2 separate regions of the Mus musculus genome follow, and region 1 is linked to region 2. The links are chromatin contacts, called in public HiChIP or PLAC-seq maps. All regions are on one chromosome and are shown on one strand. The core of a region is the stretch at or near the end of the contact, and the rest is flanking DNA. Distances in the headings are between cores, read along the strand shown.

Region 1 (5,559 bases), core at 371-2,870, 360 kb after region 2:
AGGGGAACTACAAACAGTTTTAAGAATGGGATTATATAACAGTTGAGTTAGACGTTAGTGAGGTTGGCGCCAGGCTTCCACTCCGCTCCGGAAGTGGTGCTGCCCTCTTCGGGCTTCTACTTTACTTTTTGGATGGTTTACTTCCTGGACTATGTCTTTTCAGTCCCTTTGCCCTCAGGTACTCAACTTACCGTGGAAGGAAGTTCTCTTCATCCTCACAGCTGATTTCCCTCTCCTTTACAGCTGAGGAAATTAAAAGTCATTTCATGGGTCATGTGTTGTCTCTCCATTTAATGCCTGTTTTCTCAGAATGTGTCCCCTTCTTCCCCCACCACCATCCTACATGGGCTTACTCAGACAGAAAGCCCCCACCTCTGATCCGTGATAAGCAAGGGGAGGTTATCTGAGCAAAGCCAGTTCTTTGGAATGAACCTCATTAGGGTTATCTAAAATCTCAAGAGATGCTGGGTTACTTTAATGAATACTGACTTACCACAGTTTGTGGGAGGTGTATTTGAAGCCATGACAGTATCCAGGAAAACAGCCTTCATCTCTGCTCTTCACTGTACGCAGTGAACTCAAGGCTGTGGTGGCACTCTTGAGAACCAGCACTGAGGAAACTGCCTGATACATTCTAATTTTAGAAACTTTGAAAAAGTAAACTAATATAGCTTGACATGTTTAATAATCATTGATTCCCAGGTAGCTTAACAAGGAAATTTGGTTATTTAAAATAGTCCATTTCCTGAAATTTGGCTTAATTTTATTTTTTCTTACCTGACTGTCATATTACGGAAGTGGTTTATGTGGTATTGTGCTCTTGATGAGTGTACATTTAATCACATTCCCCCCGGACTTCCAGTGCTGTCGATTAGCCTTTGTTATACGGTTATTTAGAAATTGACCTGGAAGAGGAGGAGATACCAACAGGGATGGAGAGAGCCAGCAGCCACTCATGTTTGTCTTACTGTGGTGACATAGTGCTTGAAAGCTCCTCCTCTTTTTGTCTCACTTGGTGAATGTCCTGATACTGGGGCTTATAGTGGCAGCAGGAACCTAAGATCCAGGCAGTCATGTGAAGTAGACTTGGTAAGCAGAAAACACTGGGTCCTTGGAAGGATTTGATGAGGAATTGCTTGCTGCTCATACTTAAATTGTGGGTTTGAACCTGTGATAAGGTAAAGGGTTAGATGTATTTGGAGACAGGGAGAACAGCAGGGAAGCTATGGTCCAGTGGGGCAGCCTGAAGACCTGGACAGTGTGGTTAGGTAAACAGCCCGGGCTAAGTTCTTTGACAGTCCCAGCTGCTTCTTCAGCCCAAGCATGATCAGCATACACAGATACTTTGCCAAAATATTGAATGAATGAATGAATGAATAGCTCTGATTGCAGCTTTTGGCACTGTTCTCATTCCTAATGAACCAGGCTTCTACTGTCTGCATTTCTCTATGTGTTTTTATTTTCCATGTTCTCACAGGAACAGCCCAGTAAACGATGACCACAGCACCCAATGACTTTTTCAACTCTAAGTTCCAAGCTCTTTCACATAATAGTCCAAAGAGCCACATGGTCAGGGTTGTCACAGGACTGACCCTACTTCCTCGTATCAGTTTCTGTTATATAATTCTGGTGTGGTGACAAAAATACCTGAAAAAACCCAACTTGGTGGGGGTGAGTGTTACTCAGCCTATAATTCCCAGTTTCACTCTATTATTCAGAGGAAGTCAGCATGACGGGAACCCGAAGTCTCAGGTCTTGTTACATCTACAGCCAAGATCAGAGAGCAAATGAATGCACACATGTCTAGTGCTCAACCTGATTTCTCTATTCTTACACAGTCCAGGGCCCTAACCAAGGAATTGTGCTACCCACGGTGGCCTGTGTCTTCCTGTATCAAGTAATAATCAAGAATGTTTCCCCCAGAGACATGCACAGAGACCTGATCTAGGCCTTCATTGAGCCTCTCTACCCAGGTCATTGTAGGCTCCGTAGATACAACCATGTGCTATCACAGAGTGAAGCTGGCTGGATAGAGCAGCCATACTTGTAAATCAGAGACTGAGAGGCAGAACAGGGAATTGTGTAGCCTGATAATTCTGAAGACTGGCCTTCAAAGAATACTCTTTTATAGACCAAGACAGTTGTTGTACCCTGAAATACAATCCAGGGAAATGAGGTGCTCTCCTACCCCCCTTTTAATAGAACAAAGGCAGTGTCAAACAAATGCATGAGAAGACTTGAACCATAAAGTTCCATGATTTCCTTGAGTTTTGATGTGCTATTTCACAAGTTTGTCATCATCGTTATCATCATTGTTGTCGTCATGTGTTTACCCATCCTCACTCCGTTTTCTTTCTATTTTATTCTTGAAATAGGATTCCTTAGTGTAGCCTAAACTGGCCTTGAACTCATGACTGTCCTTCCATTGCCTCTCAAGTGCTTGGATTATAGCATGCACCACCAAGCCTGACTATATCTTATGTTTTTTAAAGGTGATATAATTAGAAAATAACAGAACCTTTTTATTTGCCATTTTTTATTGACGTAATGATTTATTTAATTTTGAGACAGGGTCTCACTGTGTAGCCCTGATGATCCTGGAACTCATTATGTCGAACAGGCTGGCCTTGAACTCACAGAGATCCAAATGGCTCTGCCTCCCAATTGATGGTATTGAAGATGTATGCCACTACTGCTGGCTTTAAAAATTGTTATTATTACTATACCTATTAAAATTAGAGGCAGTCTTTATACATGGGCTTGGCTGTTCTTGGAATTCACTATGTAGATCAGGCATACTTGAATTCAGAGATCTGCCTGTCTCTGTCTCCTTAGTGCTGAGATTAAAGACGCCTGCACCACCAGGCCCAGCTGCTTACTTGCTTGCTTGATCGATTGATTTACTTACTTACATACTGTTTGTTTGTTTGTTTGTTTGAGACAGAGTGTCCTTGTATTGCCATAAACTTTTGCCCTCCTACCTCATGAGTACTAGGATTATAGTTGTATACCACTATGCCAGGCTTTTCTTGGCTTTTATTTTTTATATTTTCATTAGTTCTTTGTGTATATGTGTTATGAGGGTGTGTGTTTGAGGGTGTGGGTGTGTGTGCACACCGGAGTGCCAGTTCTTGCCCCTGTGGAGGCTAAAGGTCAATGTTAAATGTTATCTGACATTTTTCACTTTAATCTATTTTTAAAAAAGATTTATTTTAATGTTAATCATATTTATATGTGTGAGTAAGTATAAATGAGAATGAAGGTGCCTCTAGAGGTCAGAGATGTCAGATCTCCTGGACAGATCTCCTGGGAGCTGGAACCACCCAATGTTAGGTGGGTTCTGTGAACAGAACTCAGGTTCTCTGGGAGAGCAGCAAGAACTCTTAACCAGTGAGCCCTTTCTCCAGCCCCCACCTTATGATTTGGGGGACAGAATCTGAAGCTCACTAGTTTAGCTAGATTTTGACCACCAAGATCCCTGGATCCCTCCCTAGTACTGAGTTACAGGTTACACTGCCATTCTTGGGTTTTATGTTGGGGCTGGGGAGTCTGAGTCCATGCTCGTTGGCTGTAAGTCCAGCTCCCTGGGGATCCAATGCTTCTAAGCACTGAGGGCATGTGCCCCAACTAATAATTAAAATTAAGAACAGCGAAGCTTTAAAACACACCTTTAAGGTAGAATTATATTTGTTAAGGTTCTCTAGAGGAACAGAACTGATAGGTTGGATATAAAGGAGATTTATTAGACTAACTCACAGGCTTCAGCTAGTCTATCAATGACTGTCTACCAACAGAAGCTCCAAGAATCCAGCAGTTGCTCAGTCCATGAAGCTGGATGTCTCAGGTACACTGAGATCCCAGTGAAGGAATGGACTTGCTGGTGAGGTACAGGTAAGTAGGCAGAGAGAGCAAGCTGCCTTCGTCCAGGAGCTTTATATAGGCTGCCAGCCAGCCAGTGTAGCCCAGACTAAAGGTGGATCTTTCCCACCTCAAACAGATACAGAGTGGGTCTTCTTACTTCAGATGATTTAATTAAGAAAAAGAACTTCACAGGTGTGCCCAGCCATTTGGGTTTTAGTAACTTACAAATGTAATCAAGTTGACCACCAAGAATAGCCCTCACGCATGGCCATATGTGTAATGGCATGTATGATAGCTAATCCTTAAAGAGTACTGTTTTACAATCCCATAGCTTTCTAATGTACACAGTTGAGCAGCCATCATCATGACCCATTTTAGGACATTTTCATCATCCTCAGAAGAATAAATGTGCTGCTTAGCTATCGTTTTTGTCCTAATGCTTAATAACCTTTTGCCTGAGTGACTCATTTTATCTCTCTGCTGAGTTCACTCTACCTGTGAAAGGTTTTTCTGTCTTTTTGGTTGGGGTTTTGTTTTGAGATAGGGTCTCATATATCTCAGGCTGGCCTTGAACTTGCTATATAGGTCGGGATGATCCTGGAAACTTTTGCTGCAGCCACCTCTGCTTTCCTGAGTAAGTTCTGGTGTTGCCAATGTGTGTCATTACTTGTGGTTTATTTGGGAGTTAAACATAGGCCCGTTACATGCCAGGTGAGCTTTCTACCATATCCAGCCCCTTGATTCATTCCTTTTTTATTTTATTTTAAAATTTATTTTATTTATATGGGTACTTTGTCTGCATGCCTACGTCACTTACATGCTCGGTGCCCATGGAGGTCAGGAGAGGGTGTTGGATTCCCTTGACCTGGAGTTACGTATGTTTATGAGCTGTCATGTGGGTGATAGTTTTGAACCTGGGTCCTCTGAAAAAAGCAACTAGTGCTGTTAATTGCCAAGCCACATTTACAGCTCCTTGTTTCATTTCTTAACATCCAGCACAACATTGAATCAGATCAGCTCACTTCTTGATTTGGTAACTTTGTGAAAAGGACACTGTCTATTAGCAAACTATGACTCATTCATATTCATATTCTCTCTCTCTCCACCCTCCAGTCTCTCTGTCTCTGTCTCTCTCTCTCTGTATGTGTTTGTATTTGTATACATACTTTAAGATAGATTTCTGTCATTTGCATGTTTTGTCAACACAGGATCATGTTTATCCATATTAAATATCAGCTTGGTATATATTGTGGCTTCTTTATATCTTGGTACACATTCATTTCATATTCATTTGGACTTTCCTGTGTTTCTGGATCTTCAGTGTTTTGTCTTTTACTTCCTTTTCTTTCTTTTTTTTTTTTTTAAATCCTGGACTTTGGGTATGATAGGCAAGTATTCTACTACTGAATTATCTTTTGAAGATAATAGTATTGCCAGATAACTGCATATCGTTTCCTCCTTTTGTCTTACTGACTGCCCTAGTTTCTTCTGTTCCTGTGATAAAAAACAATGACAACCGTAAACCAGTGGGAGGGGGTATTTGACTCACAGTCCACCATGGCAGGCAGGGAGCAGAGTGGGTGAATGCCTACTGCTGCAGCTCCTTTTCCTTCACAGTACAGGGCCTAGCCAGGGAATTGTGTCAGCCATAGTGAGGACTCTGTCTGAAGAGTATCTCACCACCACCACCACCACCAC
Region 2 (5,776 bases), core at 3,174-5,673:
ATTTTAAAGCAACATGTGCATGATGTCATGGGGCGGGGGGGGGGCGGGGAGGCAGGGGGACGGGGCGGGGGGGTGGAGGGGAATACAGGACAAAAAGGATGCCTAGGAGGATCAACAGCTTGGGGCTTGGAAAGAAGAGGTATTGTTATGTTCTGACCACCAGGTGGCAGCATAACACAAAAGACAAAAGCATGGTAAATTTTCAAATTTGTCCATGAAGACAGATACGTTTTGAATTCAATCAGCTTCAGAGGGGACCCCGTGACAGTGCCAATTTTGTGATAATGTGGTGGATAGGGAGTTAATGGCACTGGGAGCGATGTGTCTAAGCCATAGCACCTCCAGAAATTCCGCATAATTCTATGGTCACTCACCCACCACTTACCTCAGTGACCTTACTAGGTACAATTTCAGAGGGCAACTTCAAGGGGCCCATGCTATCCTGGAGAAAAATATGACCTGGAGCCTATCATATGTCCTGCCTTTGTCTGCTACTTCACCTCCAGGGGGCAGCCTCATAGAGGAGATGCAGCAGTCTAAACTCTCCACGTCATTTGTCCCGTACAGAGGGAGATGAGTCAAATGAACTGAGCAACCTCACAAAGACATAAGCAGAACCTTTCTAAAACTCCAGTGACTTCTCCCCTAAGAACAAGACTCCCACTGACCACAGAACATACTGGTCTACCTTCTGAGGTAGTATCATATGAAGAATAACAAAAATGAGTTTCATAATAGCACAGAGAAGCTTCCAGAATCAAAGGGAAAGCTCAACGACCAGGCCACAGATTTTTTTTTTGTTTTTGTTTTTGTTTTCAGGGACCTCAGCATTAAAAGTTGTGCATCCATTATTTCCCAGTGCAATGGCAAAGCCCGTGGTCACTCACACAATGACAGTCACATCCTAGGAGCTTGCTAAGCACAGTTCAAGCTCAAAAGAGGACACGCTCAGCCCAGTGGCACCAGATGGAATGTGGCTTTCTGTAGTACCCTTTCATCAAAGGATCAAGTTCTCAGAAAAGACAGACACATTGGTCACCTTCTACCAAATGTCATGTTATCTTATAGTCAGGGCACAAGGGGGGAACCTCAGGGGTGGGTACAGTACAGAGTCAGCCCTCAGGGGACTATAGTATCTCTAGCAGTAAGGATGGGTTGTGAGGGCCACTCTATCCTTGGAGTCCATCCTTAGTACACCGAGCTCTCAGCATCCCAATGCTCTCTTCCAAGGGAACCCCATTGACTGCCACTCAGGCCCAGGGGAAGCCCGTGGTTGCACACTTACTTATCGTTCACAAGCTTCCCATGTTGGTGGATCTGGTTTTCCATGGTAAAGTTGATCGTGGCGCCATGCACGTGCTCACCAAAAAACACCTTCATTTTAGACTTATATTCTTCATCCTGGAAATAGCGGATCATGTCGGGGAACCACACCGTCAGGCCGTAGTAACTGCAAGAGAGAAGGAGGAGAATCTAAAAGGCCCCCCCGGACTGGCTCATTCTTTCAGCAGTGGAATCTGCATCCATGACTTACTGTAGACCACAATTAATGTAGTAATCTGGTTCATTATTAGCAAATGGAAAACAAAATTCGTCACATTAGCACACCTAAAAGACGGAAGAAAATGATATTCTGATATGCACTTGATTAAAAGCTCACAACAACAAAGCCTACCAGTAGATTAGGGACTGGTGGGCCCTTTTCTAACCTATAGAAAACAGATCTTAACTCAAAAGCCAGAACTGTAGTAAAAGGAGACACGGTAAAGATATTCTCACTGGGTGAGGACCGCATGCTCCGCACTGCTGACTCGGCAGCACTTAGACAACCCGAGTAGATGAAAGACAGAAAAGAGGAAGGGGGCTGAGCAAAGAGGTCAGTGGATAAAGTGCTCACTGTGCAAGGTTGAGGGTGATTTTCAGATCCCCAGCTCCAGCATAAATCATAGGTAGACAAGATGGCCTGGAGAGGTAAGCACAGGGAATCCCCAGGACAAGCTGGCTAGCCAGACTAGACAAAATCAACAAGATCCAGGTTCAGTGACACCCTGCCTCAGTAAATAATGTGGAAACAATCTGGGAAGATACCTAACTTTCAATGTCTGGCTTCCATGCACATCTGCCCATGTGCACACAAACACACAAAGAAAGAGAGAGAGTGTGTGTGTGTGGGGGGGGTACATATATATACATACCACATATACACATGAAACAAACATAGAGATATATAAATTATTTTTTAAAGCTCTCCTTTTGAGTGATATAAATTATACCCCAAACCCTCAGATGTTACATCAAAGCAACATTTATCTGACTGAGAGCAAAGATGCTCTGTTCTATTGATAGCAGGGAAAGCATGTGTGGAGAAGAGCTTATTGCTGCCTAAAAATATTTCTGGTGGCTTATCTCTTTTGACCCTTGAATGCCACTTCCGGGAATCTAGTTCACTGACAAAGCAGCCCCAGTGAACCCAGGCCACAGATTATTTCGGGAATCTCAGCACTAAAAGCTGTGGGTCCTTTATTTCCCAGTGCAATTGCATACCCCACGGTCTCGACGTCGTGGCACTGTTCACAATAGCAAAGATCTGGAAACTCCCAGAAGTCTTACAAGGGAGCCTTGGCTAATGACGAGTGATGGAGGAGGTAGTGTGGGGTACTACTCAGACATATTATTCCTCTTCAAAGAGGAAGGCCCACAGATGGTAGGACATGCTGATAATCCCAGATTTAGCAGGAGGAGACAGGAGGATCAAGGATTCAAGGAAAGCCTCAGCTACATAGTGAAATTCTAGCCATCCTGGGCTACGTGAGCTCTATCTCAAAACGGGGCGGGGGGGGGGGGCTCGAGGGAGGGAGGGAAACCCAAACCTTAGTTGATTAGCGTGGATAGATACTGGGTACATATCATTGACTACAATAAGCAAATGCAAAGTGTTTTTCCTTGAATAAGAAAAGAAGAACAAAGCATCTGCATAGGCTATGGGGACCTTGAGGAACAGCTACACATATTTACAAATCTTGGGAAATACCTGCATATATACACAGACTTTGGGAAACTATATATATATGTATATATATATATATATACACAAATATATAAATATACAAATATATACTTGCTTACATTTTTGTGTGTGAGAGAGAAATAGAGACAGAGAGAGACAGAGAGACAGAGACAGAGAACAGGAAAAAACAGGAACTAAAAGATGCATGCTGGAGGCAGAAGGGAATGGGTGGAAGACAGGAGGGAGCAGAGGTAAGATTTCCCTGGTGTTCTTACATTTGGAATATATTACCTATTAAACGAAATTAAACTCAACATAAAGAAATATAAATAAAGCTCACTTTTTAAGCATTTGATGATTTGAATATTAGTGCTCAGTGTCTTTGACTTCCAAAGTGTTGGAATTGAATAATCCCTCTATAGGCTTCCTCTATAATCAGCCTGTTTGGGTCTGGAAGAGCTAATTCTCATCCCTTGCACCCAGGATCACATTGATTTACCTATATTCATGCACCTATCACAGAGATCACTAGAGCTTCATTGGTTTTCAGGGGTGAAGGAGTTGTTTGGGGTCATAGTGAAGGGACCATGGCTAGCTCAAGCCTGGCAAACAAGTCTCTGGCAGGCCAAGCCCTCTCCCCATTCCCTTGGCCTTTCTAAAAACTGTTAGATTACATTCCTACAGCTAGCCCTCAAGGTCTAATCCTTTATTTAGCCTCTTCCTCCTTCTGAGGTTGACTACCAAGGTCCAGCTACCAAATCCAGCAATTAAAAGCCCCCTTTGGCTCATGTAATGAACATGCCCAATTAAATCAGACACCTCATCCTAACATGGGTTTTCCCTCTTTACCGTTATAAATTGCCACTTACCTATGGGCTACTTCTGTCCTCTCTCTATCCAGAGACAGTCCTTTGTCCTGTCCACCCCAACTGAACAAATACCCCTTCCCTCCTCTCCCTCACACCTTCCCTCCCCTTGATCCCCTCCCCCTCTCCCTCTTCTTTTACCTCCTCCCTTGTCCCTGCCCTCTGTCTCTCTGGGACCAATAAATCCCCTTTGTGCTGGGAACTTGGTTTTAGGGTGTCCTGAGCTGACTTCTGAGGTTCCCTCCCCATGGGCTATAGAACAAGGCACTTTCACAGATCTAAGTTTACAGTCTTCCTAATTGATCACTCCAGATGCTCTTTGAGCTGCCTCTGAAAGCTTTACACATCCTGCATAACACAGCCAGGAAGCAAGGTGAAGCTAAGAAGAGCCTGGGGTGCCCGCCTGAGGTTTACCGGCAGAACCAGATCTAGCTCCTTGTTTTTTCTTTTTTTGTTTTGTTTTGTTTCCTTATTGCTGGACAAAGTATGATAAAAGCTGAAACTTTATCCACACCTCAACCTTCAGGAAAGTACAGGCATGTTCAGCTTCAGGCTAAATCCAAATGAGTCAAAACCCACAGGCCAATCTCACTTCCTTAGCCAGTAACAGGAAAGAAGACTGCCATCTGGCTGCTGGAACAAAAGGCAATATTGGCTCCAGAGCTTCTGAGAAAGGTCCCATTGGTTTAAAAAGAAAAAGCCAGAAGCTCAGTAATTAACAATTACAACTAATGGTAGAAAGCAGTTCACAATCAGCAAGTTCACGGTCAGCGCTTACCTGAACTCTCCTACACAGGAGATCTTTGATGTTAGAAGAGGAGGGGGGGGGGGTGATGAACGGCACCATTATGATTATTCCACAAAACTTATGTATACTTGAAGACTACGTTGTACACCATCAGCATGCTTATTTTCTATTTGTCTGCTATGCCTCAGAGTAGACGAAGAAGGCAAAGGTTTTGTCCACAGGAAGCCTGTAGGCATTCTGCAAGCGCAGCAATAAGACTAGCCTGAGGCTAGAACTCCTCCCTCCCGGCTGCTCTAAGGGACTCTGGTTGGGAGAGGAGGTTTCTGTTCTGAGACATGACTAGATTGAGTTGCTTGTTACTGTGGCCCAAAGCATCCACTCTGAGACAAACTGTGCACCAGACCAAATTATAAACCAGGGACCAGTGTGAGATAGAACTCACCTTAAGGCCATGGTGAACCAGACCACAGCCAGAATCAGGGTGTTCATTCTGTAGGGCCCCATCACACAGTACAAGGCGTTATCCCAGACCTAAGATATACACCAGTGAAAAAGAGTTAACAGGAGGGACAGGTGACAGAGAGAACACATTTCTCAGATGTTTTAATAAGTTGTCTAGGACATCACAGAAGAAGGGGGTGGCCCATCCTCCTCCAGAGGAAGGAGCCCTGTCTTTATAACAAGGAATGTTCATCCCTTCCTTCTGGCCACCTTTGCACATCAACACCCACGTAGCATTTCCCTAGGGACAGGGTACTTTGGTAAATGTGACCAAAAGCACACCAAGTTGGAATTCCGAGGCATTCAGTAACCTACAGTAGTCAGTTCTGCACTCCCTACCCTGCATTCAGGGCAACACTTCGAAAATTTATTGACCACAAAGCATGAACCCTTCAAGTCTCAGGAGAAGCTAGCTGGGTACCTCAGTGCTCAACAGCCAGCTTGAAACACTCCTGCAGAAATGGAATCAGTGTGTTCCTTCCCAAAGTCACTTAAAACCCTGGAGTCATTTATATTTATCCTATCTTCCTTGCTATGAATTACTTAAAGAGAAGTTGCTGAAGAGAAAGGTGTGGAGAGAAGGGTGCTTACTTAGACTATCAAACCCCTGGTGCTAAGAAAGAGCAGCAGGAGAAGACACTATGGTTTAAAACA

What was found. HiChIP or PLAC-seq counts read pairs in DNA pulled down with a chosen protein or histone mark.
Region 1: a contact with region 2 is called in an H3K27ac HiChIP or PLAC-seq map of bone marrow-derived dendritic cells, with 5 times the contacts expected there. The contact joins two enhancer-like sites. A contact is called at or near these places in 3 of 484 Hi-C or Micro-C datasets (bone marrow-derived macrophages, pre-B cells and regulatory T cells) and 1 of 115 datasets of contacts at active chromatin or transcription factors (bone marrow-derived dendritic cells).

The regions. Positions count from the first base shown.
Region 1 is chr7:75,499,386-75,504,944 of GRCm38.p6, forward strand. The region is part of intron 1 of Akap13 (A kinase (PRKA) anchor protein 13); the gene reads left to right. Among named protein-coding and RNA genes, the nearest start is that of Akap13, 47 kb to the left of the region's middle. Within about 2 kb of position 1,621, at least 24 of the 459 cell types and tissues checked have an H3K27ac peak or open chromatin away from gene starts, as enhancers often do. A contact at or near this core is called in bone marrow-derived dendritic cells, where this site is marked.
Region 2 is chr7:75,135,013-75,140,788 of GRCm38.p6, forward strand. It overlaps Sv2b (synaptic vesicle glycoprotein 2 b), which reads right to left. Exons shown (of 13, transcript NM_153579.4): 8 at 5,064-5,152; 9 at 1,286-1,450. Among named protein-coding and RNA genes, the nearest start is that of 4930533N22Rik, 110 kb to the left of the region's middle. Within about 2 kb of position 4,424, at least 10 of the 459 cell types and tissues checked have an H3K27ac peak or open chromatin away from gene starts, as enhancers often do. A contact at or near this core is called in bone marrow-derived dendritic cells, where this site is marked.